Regions from separate parts of the Mus musculus genome. Here all the other regions are linked to region 2. Evidence: chromatin contacts called from public ChIA-PET and HiChIP or PLAC-seq data. All regions are on one chromosome and are shown on one strand. Each heading gives the region's core, a stretch centred on a gene start, on an enhancer-like site or on the middle of the called end of the contact. The rest is flanking DNA. Distances are from core to core; before and after follow the strand shown.

Region 1 (3,667 bases), core at 898-3,397, 260 kb after region 2:
ATATGCATGTATGTGTTCTGCTATGTATGTATATGGCTGTATAGATACACGTGTATATGTATGTGTGTATGTATTGTGCATATATGTATGTGAATATATGGATGTGCATGTATGTGTTTAGTATATATGTGTGTGCATACATATGTATTATATGTGTGTTTGTATATGTAAATGCATGAATATGTGTGTGTATGGATGGATATATGGTTATTATGGTTATATGGATGCATTTGTGTATGTGTATATATATTTATGTATTTTAGACAAGGTCTTGCATTTAGCCCTGGCTGCCTGGACTTTGCTCCAAAGATCCAGCTGTTCTCAAAGTCACAGAGATGTTCTGGGACTAAAGGTGTCTGCCACCACTCCTGGCTTATCTACTGATCTTCTAAGCTATAAGACTAACACTGAAGAAAGCATTGTCAGACTTTCATCCTTCCACTGTTAGCAATATCATGACCAAAGCAACTTAGGGGGAAAGGAGGGATTTATTTAGCTTATACTTTCAGGTCCCAGGTCATCACTGAAGGAAGTTGAGGCAGGAACTTATAGGCAAGCCTGCTTGCTATTCCATACAGAATTAACTCTGGCCCCAACTTCAACTCCAAAACCAAAGAAGTCTCATGGGGGTGTGAGTGATACTTCTTGCTGGCTAGCTGGTGCCTGCCTAGCTTTCCTACACAGTCCAAAGCTGCCTGCCTATGTCACCCAGTGGCTGGCCCTTTTCTATCAGCTGACAGTCTACCATAGACATGCCCTTAGGCCAATCTGATTGGAAGAGTCCCTCTGTAGAGACTCTCAGGTGATTTCTAGGTTGAGCCAAGTTGATAGTTAAAACCAAATAAGACAGGGGAGATGTAACATCCAAATTATATTAGGACGCCGGGCATGGTGGCTTAACCTGCAACCCAGGTAGGAGAATCACCATGTGTTTGAGACCAACCTGGATTCATGTTAAGTTCCAGGCTACAGAGACCCTATCTCAGAAACCTACAAAATCAGGTATGGTAATGCACAGTTGTAATCTTGGCACTCAGGAGAAAGAGGCAGGAAGAGCAGAGGTTCAAGACTGCCCTCAGCTACACAGTGGGTTTGAGGCCAGTCTGGAGAGATTGACTAAAATTCAAGAGGAGCAAAGAAGGAAATGTCCTCACCAAGGGGCAGGACTGTAAGGGGATTTTCTTCCTTTTATTTTGAATCTGTTGGCAACAAATGAGGTTTATGGGTGGGGGAGAATAGCCCATCTTTTAAACTGTTGAGGGGGAAGTTGGCTCCGAGGGTGAAGCACGGCATCTGCCTCCCTCTGTGCACACGAGCATGGCCCTGAGATCCACTTCAGAAATTCTGTTGGAGCAAATTAACTACAAGGCAGTCGCCCTCTCCCACTGTCCGGGCCAATTATCTATCAACTTGACACAAACTGAGGGAGCCTCAGATAGAAAATGCCTCTATATGATCCCAATATAGGTAGACCTGGGGGCATTTTCTTAATAAGTGGTTGACTCTGAGTGGTACTAGCCTGTATTGATGGTCCTGAGTTCTATAAGAAAGTGGCTGAGGCGGGACAGTGGTGGCCATGACAGCACATACCCAAATCCCAGCAGCCGGAGCAGAGGCAGGTGGATCTCTGAATTCGAAACCAACCTGGTCTACAGAGCAAGTTCCAGGACACCCATGGCTACACAGAGCATCCCTGTCTCAAAAACTAAAAAGACAAAGGAGAGGGGGAAGGAGGGAAGAAGAGGAGGAGGAAGAAGGAGAAGAGGAGGAGGAGAAGAGGAGGAGGAGGAAGGAGAAGAGGAGGAAGGAGAAGAGGAGGAGGAGGAGGAGGAGGAGGAGGAGGAGGAGGAGGAGGAGGAGGAGGAGGAGGAGGAGGAGAAAGAGAAAACAAGCCAAGAAAACCACAAGGAACAAGCCAGAAAGCAGCACCCTTCATGACCTCTGCATCAGCTCCTGCCTCCAATTTCCCACCCTGTTTGGTTTCCTTCCTTGGTTTTCCTGAACAGGCTATGTGGTTCAAGATGTGACGGCCAAAGAAATGTTTTGCTTTTGGTCATGGAGTTTCAGCAGTAGTAAATCTGACCCTGACTAAAATACTGTGCGCCTTCCCTCAAATCAGCAAAACTACTTGGACAGTGGCCATGGCCTGCGCCTGCCCACACTGAGGGAGCTGGCCTGTGCCCAGATCAGGACATCTGCTCCACTCATCTTAGTAGATCTAGTCTCTGGCTCTGGAGGCAGGGAAAACCTCTCCAATTAATAACAAGATCTAAAAGCAGGATGAAGACAGGAGTCTGTAGCTCCAATTTCAAGGGCCACATGCTCTCTTCTGACTGTTGATGGCACCGGGCACATTTGGGGCACACAGGAGCTGAGGATGTAGCTCAGTTGAGAAAGCGCTTGCTGAGCAAGCAGGAAGCCAAGGGTTCCCCAGTACCACTTAAACTGGGTGTGGTCATGTTCATCTCTAATCTCAGCACTTCGTAGGTGGAGGCAGGAAGATCTGATATTCAAGGTCATCCTTGGTTACTTATCAAGTTGAAGCCAGCCTGGGCTACATGAGACGGTGCCTCCAATAAATGAAAAATAATGATAGGCCAAGGAGGAGTGACTTGCTAGAGGTCATTTCCATGCTATTCTTCGGGGACCTTTCCTAGACCTGTGAACTTAGCTGGCTACATGGCTGCCAGGGTTGACTGACTGTAGATTCCCTGGCCACTACAGCAAAGCAGAAGATACCCAGTTCTGTAGTGATAACCAAATCTACAATTACAATAAACCTGAATTTTATTGCCTAGACTTTTCTTGGGTCTAGAATCTTGGATTCAATCTCCAGGATCTTGGTTCCTCATTTACATACTCCAGGTTTTTACTCCTCATTTGCATATTCCAGGTTCCTATTCCTTACTTATATACACCAGGTCCTTATTCTTTATTTGCATACTCCAGGATCTTATTCCTCATTTGCATACTCTAGGTTCCTATTCCTCATTTGCATACTCCAGGGTTGTTTTTGGTTTTTGGGGTTTTTTTTGTTTTTTTGTTTTTGGTTTCCCATGTATATATTCCAGGTTCTTGGCGCCTCACTTATATACGCCTGATTTTTGGTTCCTAGTTTGCATATTCCAGATTCTTGGTTCCTCATTTGCATGTTCCGGATTTTTTTGGTTCCTCATTTGCAAACTCCTGGTTCTTGGTTTCTCATTTGGATACTCCAGATTTTTGGTTTCCCATGTACATATTCCAGGTTTTTGGTTCCTTGCGTACATACTCCAGGTTCTCATGCCTTATGTCCATACTCCAGATTCTTGGTTCCTCATTTGCATACTCCAGATGAGTTGGTGCCTCTTCAGCTTCGGCTATTTTCCTCTGATGGTCTGCTTGTGGGTGTGTTAGTTTTTGTTGAATGTTGGTCGTGTGTGTGTAGGCCAGATAACACCCTTACACTGTTATTCCTGAAAACTGCCCACTGTGTTTTTGAGATTAGGTCTCTCCTTGGCCTTGATCTTACCAAGTTGGCTACGGCCTGACTAGGAAAGCCCCTGCCTGTCTTTGCCTCCCCATGACAGGCTGCGTGGTTTGTTTCTTTTCTTTTCTTTCTTTTTTTTTTTTGTCTCCTCACGTGGGTTCCCGGCTTCCAACTCAGGTTTTCCTGTTGCAGGGCAGC
Region 2 (3,499 bases), core at 18-2,517:
CCTCACTGGCAAAAGATGACGCTGAGTTTGTTGAAAGTTGTTGTCTTTGTAACTTTGCTACTTGTATCGGCGCTTGTTGATACTACATTTTAAGTCTTTACTGTGTCTGAATGGCTTAAGTTTAGGGCCTAAGGGTTCCTGATAGGCTGTGATCAACGCTATCATTAATGAGCTTGCATCTGTTCACCAAAGCTGCTTTTTCAAAGTTATATAACGTTTGTTCTCCGTCCAACTTTTCCCAACTCCTAGAAAAATTATGTATTTTTTTTTTTAAATCTGCCAGCCTCCATGCTTAGCAAACGTGTCGAGGCACCACTACATTACACACAGGCACCAAGGTTACCATCTAACGAAATAAACAAGTGCAAAACAACTTTTTAAAAAAGCACCGAGGGGGTAATGTTGGACTGTGCTGCCTGCAGCCTGGGTAAACTCCCCTCCCCGCCCCCCAGCAACAAAGTTGGAGCTGGGAGAGGATAGAATCCTTCGGCGCAGACACTGCTCCGCTTATCCTAAGAAATGGCATCAGAAGGTAAAGTAGGGCGCTTATACGACAACGTTAGGAAGCCGCTCGCTCCCATCTTCCAACAGCCAGCATATAGGGCAAAAACCCAAGTGTTGTAGACTTAATGGAGAGTGAAGCTAATTAGGGATAATGAAAGCTCTGTAGTAAGAGTCGCCGCGTATAAGGAGGATCTGAGCACCGAAGGCGCGGAGCAGGCTCGATGGCCTCCTGGGTCCTTTTCCCCACGGGACATGGCCAGCGCCGCTGTTAGCCGAAGTCAGTGGCGGGCTCCGGGATTCCCAGGACTCTGTTCCTCCCCCGGGGCGCGGCCTACGAGGGCCGGACGTAGCCCTCCCGGGCTCCCGCACTCACCCCTGCGATCTCTTCGGCAGAACATTCCAGCAAACTGCGGTCGATGGCCTGCACCTCGGGCTCCATCTCCGACGCCATCTTCTCTCCTCCTCCTCTCCCCGGGTGCTCTCGCCGCTGTCGCCTCTCCCCGGGCCTCAGCTTCGCCTCTGCTCCCGCAGCCGCGACGGTCACCCCTGTCCTGGGGCCGTCAGTCCCGGGCCGTCCGGGCTGCCGCCGAGCCGAGATGCGCGAGGAGCAAAGCGGGACGCGAACCTGCAGCGGGGACGGCAGCCGCTTGCGCGCGCGCCCGGGCTCGGCGCCCAGAAGTCAAGTCGCCTCCTCGCCCGTGACCGGGGGAAGGACACCGAGAACCCCAGGCCTGGCACTCCGGACAGCCACTACCGCGTTCAACGCCAAGAGAGGGGCAAAAACACCCAAGCGAGGGAGCAGGGCATTCTGGGTACTGTAGTCGTCCCCTGAGCGGCCAGGGAGAGAAGCGAAGCCTCTAATAAGGAGCGGCACACGAGTATCATGGGAGTTGTAGTCCATCCCCTGGCGGAAGCCTGGAAAAAGACAATTTAGAATCCGTGAGAGGGGCTTGACACCAGAAGAACGAAATAACGTTTGAGATCTCGTCTTAGTCTCTTAGTCCTATTTATTCTTGTCATTTTTTTTTTATCTCCCCAGCACCAAGAATAATCATTCCTGGCGCGATAGACACACAGCTGTCTGTCAAAAGTCTGGTATCTGATAAACCCTCAATTGTCAAAAGAATGAATGAATCGCGCGTTCTATCCCGGAGGTTCTAATGCCTTGTCATCCTGGCACTAGTCACCGAGGTGTATTTAGTACCGAGATTTTGAAAAGTTTTAAGGTACAATTGCAAGACATTTAATTTATGACCATTGATTGATATATATCCTTTTCTTTCCTTAAGTCTTGTTGCATCAGAAAAGGCGTCCAACGAATCAACTTAAAGACCAACTCTCAGAGTCAGACAACCCTGGAAGCACGCGCTTACTTCCGCGTCCAGCCTGCCTACTCCTGCGGCTGCGCGGAGGGAGAGCCAGGGCTAGAGCTGCGACTGCCATTGTTTTTTGCAGTTTCTCAAAAGGTCAAGGAAAAAAAAAAAAAAAAAAAAAAAAAAAAGACTTTAAGGTTCAATGGCAGGCCACAAAGCAACAGAAGAAATACTGGATATTTTTTTTTTTTTAGCTGCATTGCTTTAAGACTATACTGACAGAAGCAGATCTAAAAGCAGACCGATTGGAGGCTTATATACACTGACTGTAATTTGTGACATGTATTTGAATATCTTTTAAATTATCTTCGTGGAGAAGATTAGGCTCTCACAGATGACCAGACAAACCCTAATTGCCCTGTAGGAAGAGGCTGGTATCTTGTACTGGAGTTGTTAGGGTTAGACCTTGGAACCTGCGGCTCTAACAAGCTAGGCTCAAGCATATATCCTCAATATAACAATTAAAGAGATAAGCAATAATGAAGAGACAGAGAAAGGAGACTTATTCGATATAGCCACATTGGGGAGAGGGACAAAAAGGTCCAGTGACCATCTGCCCACCCTCAAGTTCACTACCTTTCAGAGTCCTGACATGAGGTTTAGTTTTAAAGAAAGGGCAGCCCTGGTCAAGGTGTGGTCCTAGTCCATCGCTGGTCCATCATTATCTTGACTCCAGTCTCTCTTGCAAGTTGTAGAAACTGTAAGACACCTCTTTCTGGGAGGCAAGCTCAAGCTCTGGTTGATGCCAGACTCCCCAGCCTTTTCCAACTCCTATTACTTGGGGGGGCCATTGTCTTAAAAGCCTGGTAGCCAAAGAGAAGAGCACAAAATGGTGGTACCTTTGTGGTTAGGGAACACAAAGGCATTAGATGAGCTAAAGTCAGGAGTGGGACCCTGGAAGAGCGTGTGTGGCGGTCTGGATGAGAATGGCCCTTCAAGGGGCTCATATATTTAAATGCTTGCTTCCCCACTGGTGGAACTGTGTGGAGGAGGTGTGTCACTAGGGGAGGGCTTTCAGGTTTCAAAAGTCCTAGCCCTTTCCAGTTAGCTCCTACCTCTGCCTACTACTTGTGGGTCAGTTGTAAACTTTCAGCTACTGCTTGAGCGCTATGCCTACCTACCTGCTTCCAGGCTCCCCCACCAAGATGTAGACTCACTCTCTGAATCTGTGAGCTGCAATAAACCCTTTCTTCTGAGATCCACCCTCACCTTCGCACACTCCTACCTTCATGCCCTTCTAAAAATGATCTAATGGCTCCATTTTCAATTCCCATGTACTCCTAGGCCTGTTTTTAAACAGGATCTCCTATGTAGCCCAAGCTGGCATGGACTTGGTACCTTCTTGACTTGGTCTCCTGAATGACGGAACAGCATTCACCACCATACCCAGGAACATTTTTATTCTTTTTTTTATTTTTTTTCCATTTTCTTGAAAGATCTCACTATGTAGACCTGTATATCCTGGAACTTACCCTGTAGATCAGGCTGGCCTCAGACCCACCGAGATCCACCTGCCTCTGCCGCACAGAGTACTGGAATGAGAGATCTGTACCCCCACACTCAGCTTATTTTCCCCATTTTTGTATATGTGTGGATACATGCACCGGGAGATTAGTGATGGG
Region 3 (3,968 bases), core at 217-2,716, 260 kb before region 2:
AAAAACAAAAAGTCCTATGTAGTTACAGTGTGTGTGTGCACACACGTGTGTGGATATGTGGATATGCACATGGAGGCCAGAGTTCCTTTCTGATACTGTTCTTCATCTTTTGTTTTTCAGACAAGGTTTCTCACTTGAACCTGGAGCGTGATCATTTGGTTGGACTGGCTGGTCTCCTGTGCATCTCTTTAGGTGCGGAGGTGCGGGGATCAGGGGTGCACAAACATTGCAGCGTCTGGCTTTTTATATCTGTCTTGGGGATCTGAACTCAGATCCTCTGGCAATCACTCTACCCACTGAGCCGAGTCCCCTGCCCCCATTCGCCACACATTTAACAGCTCAAATGGGAGGATTAATGTGTCCCAAACCACCAGCCCAGCATCCAGTGCTTAGGGAACATCTGGCCTGTGTACATCTGCTTGGTGCATAAAATGGATATCCAGAATACTCGGGGGAGGGGGGCCTTCGAGGACTTAGAAAGAAGGTCGATGGCTGCAAAGGTCTGAGAGGAAACTGAGCAATGATGAGCAGGGCAAAAGAGAGGTCTCAGTTCCTTGTCCTTCGATTTTTAAAATCTACCTCCTTCACTTCAGTCTCCTCTGCGCTCGATGCTTTCAAAAAAGTGACCTCTTGATCCTTTGAGTGTGAGTCTCTTCTCTCCACATACACTCACCGCCCCTCCATATAATCCTATGTAAAGCCCCCCCCCTTTTTTTTTTTGGTCTGCCAATAAATATTTGCAACTCAGTACCTGTTCTCAAGAAGCCAAAACCATACACAAATTAGGTTGTAGTGAAAGCACCACGGGAAAATTTTCAGGTTCCCTTTTCTACGTCATATGGACCTTTTCAGTTCCTCAAATTCGCCCTCTGGCTTCTAGGCCGGCAGGGCCTCCTCATCTGCCTCTGTTTCTGTGGTTTCTGCGGAGTGAGTTCCTCTGCACGCCATGCTTTCCCTGGCCAACTCTTCATTTCGCAGCAGGCTTCCTGTATGAAGCCTTCCCTCCACCCCCACCTCTAGTCTTGATGAGCAACTACCCCCGGATTCGCCCAAAAGCAGGGATCTCCAGGTTATCCGAGAGTCACAGCACCCAGCATTGCCGCAAAGCACACAGCAGGGCCAAGGAGACCCCAGCCCAGGTCCTGCCAGGCCCAGACCCTTCCCACAGGCCCCGCCCCCTCCCGCCCCTCGGGCTTGGCTACGCCCCGCGGCCCCGCCCCCTCACCTTCGCATTTGCTGGGCAATCGCACCCAGTCGGTCTCCTCAGCCCCGGCGGGACTCGGGCCTAGCTTCGGGGCAGGAAGGAGCAGCAGCGGAAGCAGCAGCAGCAAAGGAAATAAGAGGCAGCGGGGCGCGAGCTCAGACATGGACTCCATGGCCCAGCCGGACCCAGAGCAGAGCGGACCCGGCGGCGCTTCCTCCGGCAGCGCGCGCGGAGCAGCTTCCCCCGGCCGCTTCCGGGACTGCGCACGTGCCTCTGGGTAACCACGGCAACGGCGAGCTCCGGCCCGCCCCACGCCCGGTAGCCTCTAGCGGCTTGCGAAACCGACCAAGGCCCGCGGGCGACGCAACCAATGGGTTCGCTCGGCGTCTGCTTTATAGCCAATGAGAGGAACTATCTTTTTTTTTTCCCATCTCAGCCAATCAGAGAGCGGATGGTGGCTTTGGCGCCCTATAGCGATATCACTGCCAGCTAAAGGAGGCTCAGTAGCTGGAGCATCAGTTCCTAGCGGGTGAACCTTCATCATACCTTGGATGAACCAGCCTTGGGCATTCTAGCCCTGGATAACGGACTATCTTTCATGGTTTTGTTTCTTGTTTTCTGTCTTTTGTTCTTCGAGACAGGGTTTCTTTGTATCCTTGGCTGTCCTGGAATTTACTGCGTGGACCAGGCCGGCCTCGAATTCAGAAATCCAGCTGCCTCTAAGTGCACCTCCACACCGGGCCTCGTGGTCCTCTCCCCGCACCCCCACCCCCATTAAGGTGTTAATAAAAAAGTCTTTATATATTTATTTTGGGTTGGAAGACGACTGGAATCAGTTGCCTCCTTCCACCATGTTGGTTCTGGACCTCAAACTTGGATCCTTAAGGCTTAATGGTGGCCCTCTTTAGTCACTAACCTAACTCATCAACCCTAACCATGGCTTTCTTTATAAAGTTGCAAGCACTCACTAGACACCGGCTTTTAAGGCTTATTATTGCAGCCACTCACTCGAATAGATACTTAGGGCCTCACAACAGCCCAGATATCCAGTAATTGCGTTTCTCCTTATGAAAACTAGATTAATAAACAGATAAGAGTGATCCTCTTAGCCGGGCATGGTCACACGACTTTAATCCCAGCACTCGGGAGGCAGAGGCAGGCAGATTTCTGAGTTCGAGGCCAGCCTGGTCTACAAAGTGAGTTCCAGGACAGCCAGGGCTGCACAGAGAAACTCTGTCTCGAAAAACAAACAAAGAGTGATCCTCCTACATCTCGAGGTTTGCCTGTTGGGAAGCTCAAATCAATAATTCATGAATTAATGGAATTAAAAAAGAAATCCCTAGTTTTAGGGATGTTGCTCACTGGGAGATCTTTGCCTAGCACTTGACTACCATGTGCAAATCCCTGGTGATCCATCTCCAGGCTGGCATAAACCTGTCATTGGCTATATAGTGAGGGGGAGGGAGATATAGCCTGAGCTACTTGAGGCCATATCTACAAAACAAAACAAAACCACCTTGAAGTATGTGGGACAGATGGATAAACATCCCAGCATTTTTTGTATGGTATTCCAATCTCTTTTGTTATTTGTTTGGATTCTGAGCTCCTAAAAGGCAGGAACCTGGCATTGGACATTTACACTTCTCTCCTGCCTCTGCAGCATCAGGGGACTTGAGCTAAGAGATCCTTGCTGAGGGCTCCCTGGCTGAACACAGACCTTCCTTAGCTACAGAGGGGCTGCCTCGTGTGCATGAGGTTCTGGACTCAATCTGGCAGGAGATAAAAAGTGGGCAATATCAGTCAGGTGGGATGGTGCGGCTCCATCACACCAGAGAAGGTGAAGGCAGAAAGAAAGACCATAGCTTTTGGGAGAAGCAGAAGGATGAAGAGTTCAAGGCCAGCCTTGGTCCTAGGGGGACTCTCTGACTCCTCAGGTTTCCTTTAAACTGCCTTGAGCTCAACTCTGGGAAGCTGTTAGCAACTGCAGCGTTGTCCAGAAAGCTCCGTTTCCATTGAGTTTCTTTCCAGGTCTGGGTGGATTTGCTGCCCTTACGAAGACTTCCATGCCCAGCCTGTCCTTTGTAGTCAGTGGTGTCTAGTTTAAAGCAGTTGTGTCAGTAAGCCCCATCCCTCAAACTCCTCTAAGGGCCATAACACCCACACACCCATTCTCAGCCTTTTGAGGCAGGAGAGTGGCCAGGCCATAGGGGAGCAGGGGGGGGGGGGCTGGGTTTTGCTGCTGTGAACAGACACCATGACCAAGGCACAGACGCTCTAGATTTAGTTAAGAATTCAAAGTTCAAATGAAGAGACCCTGCCTCTCTACTACGTATATGGATATTCAGCACTCAGGAGGCAGAGGCAAGAAGCTCTCTGTGAGTTTGAGGCCAGCCAGACCGATGTAGCAAGATTCAGTCTTGAAGAAGCAGAAGTAGAAGAAAATGCAGAAGAGGACAAAGGGTAGGAGAGGGAAGAAGGATGGAGAAGGGAGAGGAAGAAGGAAGGAGAGAAAGGAGGAAGAAAGGAAGACTGATACAAGGAATCGGCAACATCAGCAAGGAGCCAGGAGCTACAGAGGTTTGCTGTCTTCATTAGGGTTTTGCTGCTGTGAACAGACACCGTGACCAAGGCAACTCTTATAAAGGAAAACACTTTACTGGAGATGGCTTGCAGATCAGAGGTTCATCTCTTACAGAGTTATTGGGTACCCAACACCCACATTAAGTGGCTCACAACCATCTATAACTCCAACTCCACCTCTGGC

What was found. ChIA-PET counts read pairs in DNA pulled down with a chosen protein or histone mark. HiChIP or PLAC-seq counts read pairs in DNA pulled down with a chosen protein or histone mark.
Region 1: an RNA polymerase II ChIA-PET map of memory CD8 T cells shows a contact between it and region 2, with 13 read pairs. The contact joins the enhancer-like site here to the promoter of Ubr2 in region 2. A contact is called at or near these places in 1 of 39 promoter capture datasets (the 3T3-L1 cell line), 1 of 484 Hi-C or Micro-C datasets (bone marrow-derived macrophages), 7 of 115 datasets of contacts at active chromatin or transcription factors (bone marrow-derived macrophages, embryonic stem cells, fetal liver and 3 more) and 2 of 9 other capture datasets (macrophages and pancreatic islet).
Region 3: a contact with region 2 is called in an H3K27ac HiChIP or PLAC-seq map of microglia, with 7 times the contacts expected there. The contact joins the promoter of Cnpy3 here to the promoter of Ubr2 in region 2. A contact is called at or near these places in 3 of 39 promoter capture datasets (the SN4741 cell line, hippocampal neurons and pre-B cells), 2 of 484 Hi-C or Micro-C datasets (B cells and CD4 T cells), 3 of 115 datasets of contacts at active chromatin or transcription factors (the SCID.adh cell line, effector CD8 T cells and microglia) and 1 of 9 other capture datasets (adipose tissue).

What each region holds. Positions count from the first base shown.
Region 1 is chr17:47,270,049-47,273,715 of GRCm38.p6, forward strand. All of the region lies in intron 1 of Trerf1 (transcriptional regulating factor 1), which reads left to right. Among named protein-coding and RNA genes, the nearest start is that of Trerf1, 42 kb to the left of the region's middle. Within about 2 kb of position 2,148, at least 43 of the 459 cell types and tissues checked have an H3K27ac peak or open chromatin away from gene starts, as enhancers often do. A contact at or near this core is called in bone marrow-derived macrophages, fetal liver and memory CD8 T cells, where this site is marked.
Region 2 is chr17:47,009,265-47,012,763 of GRCm38.p6, forward strand. It overlaps Ubr2 (ubiquitin protein ligase E3 component n-recognin 2), which reads right to left and starts at 1,268. Exons shown (of 47, transcript NM_146078.3): 1 at 878-1,268. The coding sequence starts at 955.
Region 3 is chr17:46,750,748-46,754,715 of GRCm38.p6, forward strand. Cnpy3 (canopy FGF signaling regulator 3) reads right to left here and starts at 1,467. Exons shown (of 6, transcript NM_028065.4): 1 at 1,226-1,467. The coding sequence starts at 1,376.